Regions from separate parts of the Canis lupus genome. Here region 1 is linked to region 2. A link is a contact called in public Hi-C data. All regions are on one chromosome and are shown on one strand. The core of a region is the stretch at or near the end of the contact, and the rest is flanking DNA. Distances in the headings are between cores, read along the strand shown.

The links. Hi-C and Micro-C count contacts between places; a contact is called where the count stands out from the background.
Region 1: a contact with region 2 is called in a Hi-C map of blood, with 2.7 times the contacts expected there. The contact joins the enhancer-like site here to the promoter of GNB5 in region 2. A contact is called at or near these places in 3 of 9 Hi-C or Micro-C datasets (amygdala and blood).

The regions. Positions count from the first base shown.
Region 1 is chr30:18,214,841-18,220,385 of UU_Cfam_GSD_1.0, reverse strand. MYO5C (unconventional myosin-Vc) reads left to right here. Exons shown (of 41, transcript XM_038580442.1): 23 at 107-200; 24 at 2,548-2,611; 25 at 4,617-4,797. Among named protein-coding and RNA genes, the nearest start is that of GNB5, 44 kb to the right of the region's middle. Within about 2 kb of position 2,770, at least 2 of the 20 cell types and tissues checked have an H3K27ac peak or open chromatin away from gene starts, as enhancers often do. A contact at or near this core is called in blood, where this site is marked.
Region 2 is chr30:18,171,658-18,177,195 of UU_Cfam_GSD_1.0, reverse strand. GNB5 (guanine nucleotide-binding protein subunit beta-5) reads left to right here and starts at 3,346. Exons shown (of 12, transcript XM_038580438.1): 1 at 3,346-3,486. The coding sequence starts at 3,361. It overlaps LOC119866894 (a long non-coding RNA gene), which reads right to left. Exons shown (of 3, transcript XR_005381665.1): 1 at 4,943-5,538; 2 at 4,390-4,539.

The DNA of each region.
Region 1 (5,545 bases), core at 1,521-4,020, 44 kb before region 2:
AGGAGCTGAGATGGATGGATGCATGGATGGATAGATAAAAATGCATCAAGGCTGTGGTGACAAAACTTGAACTTTTTTAAAAAGATTCTTTTCCTCCCTTCACTAGAAATTGGCAAAGCTTCAGAAGCATAATTCAGAACTGGAAATACAAAAAGAGCAAATAGAGCTGCAGCTCCGAGAGAAGACTGAAGAGCTAAAAGGTAGAGCCCAAGGTGGCCCGATGCATGCTTCCATGTGCTCACCTGTCCAGGCATTCAGGAAATAACTAATGGGTGTGAATTGAGTTTTAGGTAGAATCCAGAATCTGTCATGTACTCATGAGAGTACAGTGAAATGAGATCATTTTTTGCCTCACAGAGAACAACTATATTTAAGTTGTGATAACTTTACCCTACAGACTCTTCTGCTTTATTTCCATCTTTTGTCAGATAGCTCAGCAATCGCTGCCTCAGAACCACCAGGGCCATTTGCAAAATATAGATGGTTGGGCCATAAGCCTGGAGCTCTTCCACCAGGAGATGGGGTGAGGGATGTGTCTGTGTATGGTACCGCCAGGGTGGTTCACACATCTATATTTAAAAAAAAAAAATTTAGCGATCCTGATACACAGGATCCTCTGCTCTGGTTCCCCCTCCTCTGCTACTGCCCTGGCTCTGAGTGAAGGCCCTGCTGAGCACTTGAGCCATATCACCCTGGGCTCTCAGATGCAGACCCTGGGAACCAGCGGTATCACTTTCATTCAGGGGTGTGGAGCAGGCCCCCTTAGCCTACCTCTGTCCATCCGTAGATTTCCAACTCAAATTCTAATTGCAAGTGCTTGCTAAATCCCAATAGGAGCAGGAACCTGATGGTTCCTGACCAGATGGTTTAAATTGCCACATTTGATTATCTGTCCTGTCCAGAGATCTTTTCTGTAAGCTCTGATGGGGCGACAGGGTCGTGGGAGTTCAGGCCTGGGGATCTAGCGCACACCTTAGGCCCAGCAGGCAGGATTCAGGAACCCTAGGGGTTCAGGTCAGAGTATGGGAGAAACACATCAGTAGGAGGAAATTAACATCCTGAGTCCTGGCCAGCAGAACAGGAAAGGCTGTCCAGATGGTGCCAAGCCTGGGAGTAACCTCCAGCTACAGATAATCACACCCTGCAGCCAGTCTCAGAGGACTGATGATGTGAGTGGGGAGGAACACATGGAGTCAGAGGTCTCTGAGTAAACCTCAGACCTGAATTAGGGAAGCACTTGCCCACCTCTAACTTTTTTATTACAATATACTGCTCCTGAGTATATTTGTGCTTTCTTGTAACTTTAAGTGGTTTTTCCTCACAAGAAAACTTAAATTCCTACAAGCGTGTCCTAAAAATTACATATTTGACAGCAATGACATGGTTGAGTCCATAATTTGATATTTCCTTCTAAAAAGTACCTGATGGCTTTTAAACCCCTGTTTATAAACTGCTTATCCTGTGAGTCTCCCTACACATGGCCAACAGTGTTTTGTGAAAAGTACCAGCCTTCGCTTACCCTGTGACCTAAGGGATGTTCTCACACATTCCCCCTTTTTGAGATCCCAACATGGACACCGTCCCATTGCTCCTGGGAAGAAAGTCACATTTGAGCAGCTCTTTCACCCCTTGGTAAATAGCCTGAGATGCAAGCATCAGAACTGAAGCCAATTCTGTGAGTGAATTAAAAATTGAAATTACATCAAATATGCGGGCTTCTAAATTAAAGCTTAAGCATTTTCCTAGTTTTTTTCTGGCTGACTCATGACATTCTGAGGCAGTCATTTTGATTCAGTGACATTTGATATCTATTTGACAAACTAATACCATTGGCCTTTTTTTTTTTAATCAAGTAATTCAGGGCAGCTTTCATCACCTCCTCCCTGGGCTTCCCTCTGTGGTGGGATTCAGAAATGAGGTAGAGGTCAAGGATGAGGTATCAACTAAATACAAATAGAGATGTCAGGCTTTGATGGGTTACCCCCATTTTCAAGGGCACCTGTTGTGTGTAGATATGCTGGGAAAATGGGGCTGTCACGTCTTCAGAATGACCAGACCCCCAGCGATTATTGCCTGGCTGTCCAATGTCACCTCAACCTCACTCTGTTGTTAGAGACTCTTATACTAAAATGCACCAGCAGCTTTGTCATACTACCCTGTCCACAGATGAAGACAGACACACTTTATTATTTTCTTGGTTATCATGAATGAGTGGTTCGCAGCCAAGAGACCACTCTGGTTCCCCTCTCCTCATCAGGGGACATGTTTGGTGGTCACAGTGGTAAGACACCAGAGCTGCTGCCCAGCGTCCCACACTGCACAGGACAGCCCCCTCTCCACAACAAAGTATTGTCCAGTCTGAAGCATCAACAGTGCCAGGACTGAAACCCTGTCGTAAACTGGCCATTTTCTTCCTAAAACGTTTCTGTGTACTTTTTAATAATAATAATACTAATACTAATAATAATAATAATACATATATATGTATATGAAAACATCAAGGCATTGGTTTGCAGATATATTTCAAAAAACATTCTCTTTTCACAGGAAAAATGGATGATCTCACCAAGCAGCTCTTTGATGACGTACAAAAAGAAGAACAACAGAGAATGTACGAAACCTAGTTTGCCTCAGAGCTATTGCATCTGTCTCTACTCTTTTATATGTTGCCTCTCAGCTTGCAGATAGCAGGTCACAGATACAGGAAAGCTGGGGCAGGAGATGGGGTGTGTGTGAATGTTTTTAGGAAGTGAGAGACTCACATGTGTGAGAGCCGAGTCCCGCAGGGTGCACCTTTCAGACAGCACAGGTTCTGCAGCTGTGGGCGGTGGGCCCCTGGGAACTTCTGGCTTTCCCTTCATTGCTCAGACAGAAAAGGTCAGGCCCTGCTGTCCCTTTCAGCTTCCATCAAGTCCAAGCAGTAAAATTATTGCCTTGAAAATAAGCTTTCCTCCCTCCCCTGTGTGTTGTGTCTGTTAACTTGACTCTTGCCCCAGACAATAAGGGATGGAACCCACCTCACGATAGTAAAGGCAGGTTCCCAGGACCTTGTACTGCACCTGCCCCACCTTTCCTGTCTCAGTACCAAATTCTGTTAATCTGCAAAGACTGCAGTCTACACTCCCTTCTCTTCAAGAGTCAACGCAAAGCTTTTAGATCTCAAAGGAGGGATGCATGGCAGGGTGCTGGGGAAAGACAAAATATTCCTGGCACATTTCTGTTGTCTAGAAGGCTCAGGGCTAGGTGGTAGGATATACAGCTTCCCTGTGCATTTAGTTGGCAGGAGAGCCTGGATCTTAGTAAGGAGCTGGATACCAAAACATTAGTGGAGAGAATGTAACTGAAGAGCATCAAGAGTTGACAGATACGTGTTTCCTGGTCCTGTGTGAGTAGGAGATTTTGCTCGTCACCTTGAAAATTTTATTTTTCAGTGAACTCTCAACTCTAGGAGAGGAGCTCAGTTCTTGGCTCAGTTCACTGTGACCTGGGGCCACTTGGGAACAATTATTTCAGGAAGGGGTTTGGAGAGGCAGGCTGAGGCCAGGTCACTTTAAGTTTCTTGCAGTCCTCATCAGCATTCATCTGTAGCTTGGTCTGATCCCGGGTCAGCAGACTCGAGACATTTTAGCACCTGTCACAACCCTCAACGGGCCTCCAGATGCCTGAAGTCTGTGTGTGACTCCCAACCAAAGTAGGTACAAGTCTGAGATTCTTTCGACGTAGACTTCTGGTTGCGGTTTGCTTCTTTAAAGATGCTTTACTGGCCTCTTAGGAGCACAAAGTTGAGAAGCTTGTTAATATCTACAAAAGGAAACACAGACCTGCTGGGAATGTGACTCCCTTCCTGGGGGCTCTCCCTTTGTGCTATGTAAGTCAGTCATAAATGAACTGAGATGACAGCCTAGCAAGTAGAGTGGTGATCATAAAAACTGCTGGAGTCCCTAGGACTGCTTCTGTTCTGCTGGCCCCTCTGGGTTATGTAGGGCTGGTCTGGGTCATGTCTCTCTTTGGTTATTTTCTTCATCAGTCATCCCATATTTAATTGAGCAGCTGTCTCACAAGGAATTGAGGACTCACAAGGAATTGCCCTGGACTTTGGGGCACCTGGATTTGCTGCAGTTTATTGCAGAATGTTAGAAGGGCTGGCTCCTTTGACAGGTTAAATGGCTGTATTAACTTATTTAGGACGCAGTCAAACCCTTCTAGGATCCTTGGAACTCGGCAGGGGCTAGCACTTGGCAGAATGTGCCAAGATCTTTGCCAAGGGAAGGGGCTCCTCCAAGAGACCACAGGGAACCACACAGAACTAGGGTGGCTTCTGGAGTGGAGTATCCCAACCCCACTGAGTCTTTGAGTTCAGCCTCCCTATCCTGTGTTTCCTCTGTGTGACCATAGTAGAGCCACATTTCTCAGAAGGTATAAAAAAATTTCTGTAACCTAAGGGGACAGGCAACAGTCAGCTAAAAATAAGGCCATTGTCTATTGGAAGGGTCACAGTGGATCCTAATTACATGTCTCCTTTCCGAGTCTCTTATTTTCAAGATGATGTATGGTTCTAATTCATGGTTAAGACTTGAGAAATTCTGAATTAGTTATTTCTTTTCTTTTGCTCCTAGACTTCTTGAAAAAAGTTTTGAACTGAAAACACAAGACTATGAGAAGCAGATCTGGTCTTTGAAAGAAGACATTCAAGCTCTCAAAGAGGAGAAAATGCACTTGCATCATCAACTAGAGGAAGAACGTGTCACCTCAGATGGCTTAAAGGGGGAGGTGGCCCAACTGAGAAAGCAGGCAAAGGTAGAAGGGGCTTTTCACTTGCAGATGAGCTCCCTGGCTCCGGTGGTCTTTGAGCCTCACGGAGGGAGCAGTTTCACACTCCCACAGGATCAGACATTTAAGAGCATCTGTGTAAAGGCCACAGTCAAAACGACCCTGATTCCTTCAGTTCTTCCAAGGATGAACTCCCAAGTTGCCTTTGACTTACCAATAGTTGCTTTTCATATTTTAAAAGTCCACTTTCTAACTCTTTTGAAATTATATGAATATGGTTTATGAAGTTATTCAAATATGTTTACCTAGAGAACATTTTCAAATTAAATTATAAATTGATTGTGAATCATTATTATACATTCCATCATGTTATATTTCTATAAATACCCGTATTAAAATTAAATTACCTTGTTATCAGAATCTTTTGTTTTAAGTTATTATCAGAAAATCCACAATAGTAATGATCCATGCTTGGACAATCGAGGCTTAACTGAATTCCTTCCCTACCAGGAAACACAAACTCGAATGTCCCTCTATTCTTCAATGCAAAACATTTCGGTATAAATTTGGAAAGCTTGTAAGCTTCCACTAAATAAATGAATTGCATGTTAGTAGAATATTAGCAAGATCATGTAAATATTCTCTGTAAATGTCATGGAATACCCACACGTGACTTAGAAGAACTTTAGGAATCACATCTGGGTCACCTCTTGACTTCACAAGAGAGCTGTCTATCTTCTCTGGGCCAGTTTCCTATTGTTTAAAAGAAGGAGTT
Region 2 (5,538 bases), core at 2,097-4,596:
GTAACACACTGCAAAGAAATTTCATGCTTGTCTTGGGGTTAGGGGAAGGTTTGATAAGTTCTAGGACTACTGTAGAACAACTTCATGTCAAGGCTTATTAAAATGCAGCATTTTTATCTTGTCAAAATGCTCATTGGAAGCATTTGTTCTAGCTGTTAGAAGTTCCTTCATCATAAAAAGGATTATTGACAATGAAGATAGTAGAATGCACTACGATGAAATTTGGCCACGATAGGGGGACCTGGGTGGTTCAGCAGTTGAGCATCTACCTTTGGCTCACGTTGTGATCCCAGGATCCTGGGATCGAGTCCCACATTGAGCTCCCTGCAGGCAGCTGGCCTCTCGTCTCTGCCTCTCACTCTGTGTCTCTCATGAATGAATAAATAAAATCTTTAAAAAAAATTTTGGCCATGACATAAATGCTAAATGAAAAACATCAGTATATAAAAAATATAAAACCTACTCTTGCATCTGCCAAAATGTGGACCAGGAGTCTCTCTGGGCAGTGGGATTATAGGTGATTATTTTCTTCCTTATGCCTTCTTTATTTTTTTTCCAGACTCTACAATGCCCATGTAGAATATTTATAGTTTTAAATATCGTAATACTTCAAATTTACTTTGTAGCTTGCCCATGCTTAACCAACCACATCTAAAATGCTAGCTGCATGAAGCAATTTAAGGTCAATATGTCTTAAGACTTGTGGTCTCTGTGAGAAAATGATGTTTTCTAAGAATACATAATGGCACAAATGGCACAACGTGCCATACACAATGGTAGACAAAAATACTAGTAAGCAAAAAACTAAAGTTCAAAATTGTATATGACATACAGTTCCAATTTTTTAAAAAAAGTATAAGCATATGTTTATGGAGACACTAGAAGAAAATGTAAATGTAAAATGTTAATCACTGTTAGTACAGGGCATGTAGGTGATTAATTTTCCTTCTTCACATCCTTCTGTTCCCAATTATTTATGATAAACATGTGCAGCTCTCATCGCTTGAAAAAGTTTAAAATTCAGTCTGGGAAGGAGAAGAGTGTCTCTCTCCAGATTTGGAATATTGGCGTTTTTTTCTCCTTCCCTTTTTCTTGCTCTCCCACAACTTCTAGCCATCCTTGGATTCCTTCTCCACTCAGCCCCAGCGTTCCTCTCACCTTCCGTTCCCACAGCTGCCACTCTGCCCAGAGCTCATCTCCTCTTCCCCAAAACATGATAACAATCTATTAACCTAGTCAATTTTCCTGCAGTACATTCTCTCTCTGACCTACTTCTGGAAGCACAAATGCTGGAATAATCCACTTGAATGACGTTGCTCCCTTGCTGAAAAACCCATGGCTCACCTTCCTAATGCTCTTACTTGCTGTCTTCAGCATGCCCTTGTGACTGGCAGGCGTGGACAGTGGGGGACATTACCAGGTCCTTGCCAAAGGCTAGGCTCCAGTGCCCAGGCCCTTTTGCTTGCTTGCTTTTTTCTCTCTTCTTTCTTACCTTTTATTTTTAAAAATTTGTTTATTTATTCATGAGAGACACAGAGAGAGAGAAGCAGAGACATGGGCAGAGGGAGAAGTAGGTTCCCTGCAGGGAGCCTGATCAGGACTCGATCCCAGGACCCCAGGATCATGCCCTGAGCTGAAGGCAGATGCTCAACTACTGAGCCACCCAGGTGTCCCCCATTTTGCTTTCTTTAATTCATGTTTTATGAAAAGGCAGAACAGCCTGCTTGTGCCAGCTCCACGAGAAAGGTTGTAGAGTCCCACCACATAAAGGCCTCACTGCTGACCTTGAACGTATTTAATCCCGAGGCATGTCCTCGGCTACACCACCGATGTCTGCTTCCTTCCTAGGGTGGCTGTGAGCAGTCAGGGCAAGCACGCTGTGGTGGTTGGTCAGTAGCTGGTTTCCTTCTGATCTCTCATCCGTAAAGGACTATCCTCTACTCCCCTGTTCCTTAGAGATCTCATGAACTACTGCCCCTTTGTTGGAGGAGTTCAACCCAATTCATTCTCCCCATTCTTCCTCTAGTCCGATGGTGACATCTGTATGGTAGACATTCTCCCTTCAAGGTGTCCCCGCTGCTACCTGCCCTACAAATATGTTCCTCAGAAATTTGGCTTTCTTGAAATGTTCAGACCAGTGTCCCAAAGTCTCTTTGTGGGAGAGGGGACAAAACCATCCTCTACTAAGGGGGTCATTTCTTCAAACCCTGATGTGGCCCCCTCTTCGAAACACCTATTAAATTGGCTTGGTTACGATGGCTGGGCCCTCCCCCCTTTAACCTGCTTGTCGTCCTCTCCAACAGTAGCACTGCAATGTCTAGCCTCCCAGAAACTCAGAAGGCATCATAGACCTCTCCCCCTCCTTGTCCCCACACATCACCAAGTCTAGCTCCTTCTTTGTAAGCATGGTCAAATCCATCCTACATCATTGCTTCATGTAAGGCCTTCATCGTGCTCTGCCTGAAATGTGGTCACAGGCTCACCTCTGCTTTTTCCACAACTCCAGCCTCATCCCCCGCCCCTGCTGCCGCTGCTACCACAGCCACTCTCAGGGCAGCTTAACATCTATGGAGCACTCACTCTATTTCCTCCTTGAGCTAAGCTTTATGCACTTTTATAAATCCCCCAATGATCCTGTGACTGTGGATGTTAAGATCCCCATTTGATTGATTAGCAAAGATCCAGAGAGTTCGAATGACTTGCTCAAGTAGTGGCACCAGGATCTGGTCAGCCAGAGCTAGCACCCTCAGCCACCAGATGGTTTTGCTTCTGTAAGTTTACCTTCCCTTCAGTGGCCTGGGCCTGTCTGTTGACTTCGGGATGGACAGACAGGAGCCCTGGGTCTATGACTGTCAAATGTTTAATAAGTGGGATGTGTCCCTTGCAGAGAACCAATACTGTGTTTACTCAGCCTTACAATATTAGTTGAGATCAGGCTCTGCCATTTTCTAACTCTCTTCTTTACTCCAAATGTTTACCATCAGGGGAGGATTTTTTTTTAAGTTTTAAACTGTAGTATCCATTATAATAATGCTCTCCACCGTGGAGCCCCACGGGATTAATATTGTGCTGCAGAGATCAATTGTGTCCATGTCTGTAACCTGCCAAAATAGCCAGTTAAATGGTAACCCCAGAAAACCTATTGTCTGATGCTTTCTTACTGATTAAATAAACAAGTTTGTGTTGTAATAAATCAAAGGTTATAAATTAACTCATATACTTTATCCCACATGTAGAAAGGCTGAGCAACCATCGTGACCAAAGGAAGATGAGATTTTAAAAAGCTGTTTCTGTTGGCTTTTCTCATGCACCTACATCCCTTTCTCTCTCTCTCTCTTTCAGCCTCATTTTGGATAAAAAATGTGTGATCAGACCTTTCTCGTTAATGTGTTTGGCTCCTGTGACAAATGTTTCAAACAACGGGCTCTGAGACCCGTTTTCAAGAAATCTCAACAGCTCAGCTACTGTTCAACATGTGCAGAAATCGTAAGTGCCATTTAAAAAAAAAGTGGTTATCTGTTTTAAAATGATGTCTCATGTCAGGTTCCTGTGACAGAGGAGTTGCCATAAAATCAGCTTACAACCAAACATTTTCAGCACACTGAGGCTAAGTGAGGACAGTATAGTCTGGTGGTTCAAGGTGTGGATTCTCTGACCTCCTGGGTTCAAATCCTAGCTATGTACCTAGGTGGCGGAGGTCAGTTTTCCCCTATATAAAATAGGAATACTAGCATTTGTCTCATAGGGTTTTGTCAGAATTAAATGAGTTCATTTGATAAAATATTTAAAACAGTACCCAGCACAGGCTGTGTTCAATGAACGTTTTAGCTATTGCTACTTTTTTAGTGCTAATGCTTCTTGCTACTGCTGTCTGTCTGCTAGGCAAACAACCAAGACAAAAGAGACTCTGGCAAACAAACAGCCTGGAAATGCCCCTCCAAAGGCCATGGTCCAGCTTTCCCTAGGAACAGCTCTATTGAAGACTGAACCCTACAGGGCTTCCCTAGTAGCCAAAGTTAAGTTAAAGGAAAAGTGTTCCTTAGGCCTAAGATTTCAGGGAGGACTAAGGACTGACTGAATATAAATCCTTATGTTTTTCAAAGAACACAAATCAGTCCTCACCAGAGGTGGCTACACACAGGCTTTATTCAGGTTTTGCAGCAAAATGCCCATAGAATGGCGGAAGCCCCAGAAATCAGTCCTTTCTCAAGAGGATTTGCAAAGCAGTGCTAGGTATTATGGCTGAGCAGAGCCCTCACCTGGCCAAAAATGGTAAAACATGCTTCTCCAAAAGTCCAATTGGAAACCCCCAATTAGCCACACATTTTAAACCGCCCCCACCCCCCCCCCAGCAAGGATTCTCTGCACAGTTCATGTCTCCATACCCACCGGCTCTTCCCCAGAGACCCCCGCCGGGGCTGCCTCCACACCAGACAGGCTTCATCCTCCAGTGAGCTGCCCCATCCTTCCTGGGAGGCTGTGGGGCACCTGCTGGCCAGGGTTCTGCACGCACAGGCTGGGAGGACCAGGCGCTGGTGCCTTGGGGCAGTACATCCATTAAAAAAAATAAAAATAAAAAATAAAAAATAAGAAAAAAGAGGAAAGGTGATTTTTACATTTTATCCAACTGAAGAGGAAAAGGCAGTATTAATTCTCTTGGTCCCATTATAACTCCTGATAGTAATTACATTTAAAAAAAATATCCCCGTGGGCAGCCTCGATGGCCCAGCGGTTTGGGGCCGCCTTCAGCCGGGGGTGTGATCCTGGAGACCCGGGATCGAGTCCCATGTCAGTCTCCCTGCAGGGAGCCTGCTTCTCCCTCTGCCTGTGTCTCTGCTCTCTCTCTCTCTCTCTCTGTGTCTGTCATGAATAAATAAATAAAATCTTAAAAAAATATATCACTGTAAAGCAAATGGCAAGTAAACAGCCCAGAGTGACATACAGGCTTTGGGACAGCATAATAATCCTGATATCACAAGATCAGGCTTAGTGTAATGGACTTCTCCCTGCAGCAAGCACATTGTGTTCTAAACATGGCTCTGCACATCGTCAAACAGAGGACGTTCAGTTCTTAAAATAAGCCTGTTTTCCGGTGGCCCTACCATCCTGGAGAAGTGCTATTTATTCATCTTAGCTCTTCTATTTTTTAAACAACTTCTGTGGACACAAGGAGCCCAGAGTCCCCATCGTCATATCCTGCAGCATCATAGATTCTTCCCAGGGCAGAGGCTCTGGCCTGGAGATATTTTCCAGGAAACTGTCACAGGCTATCTCCACAAGCACTTGAGGGTTCCCAATATTCACTCCCAAATATTCAGACACCCTGTTGTGGGTGAGACATCCAAATGACTGGTAGCTAATTTTTACCTGGGTGTTTGCAAATGTGTAGCCCCCAGTGGACCCTTTTCATGAACAGGGAACTGTAACTCCACCCCTGCCAAAATGTAGGAGACCTCAACTTTTCTCATTTCTAGCTTCCTTACCTATAAAAAAGTTAAAACCGAAGTACAGAAAGGCTCTTTGCAAACTTTCCCATCT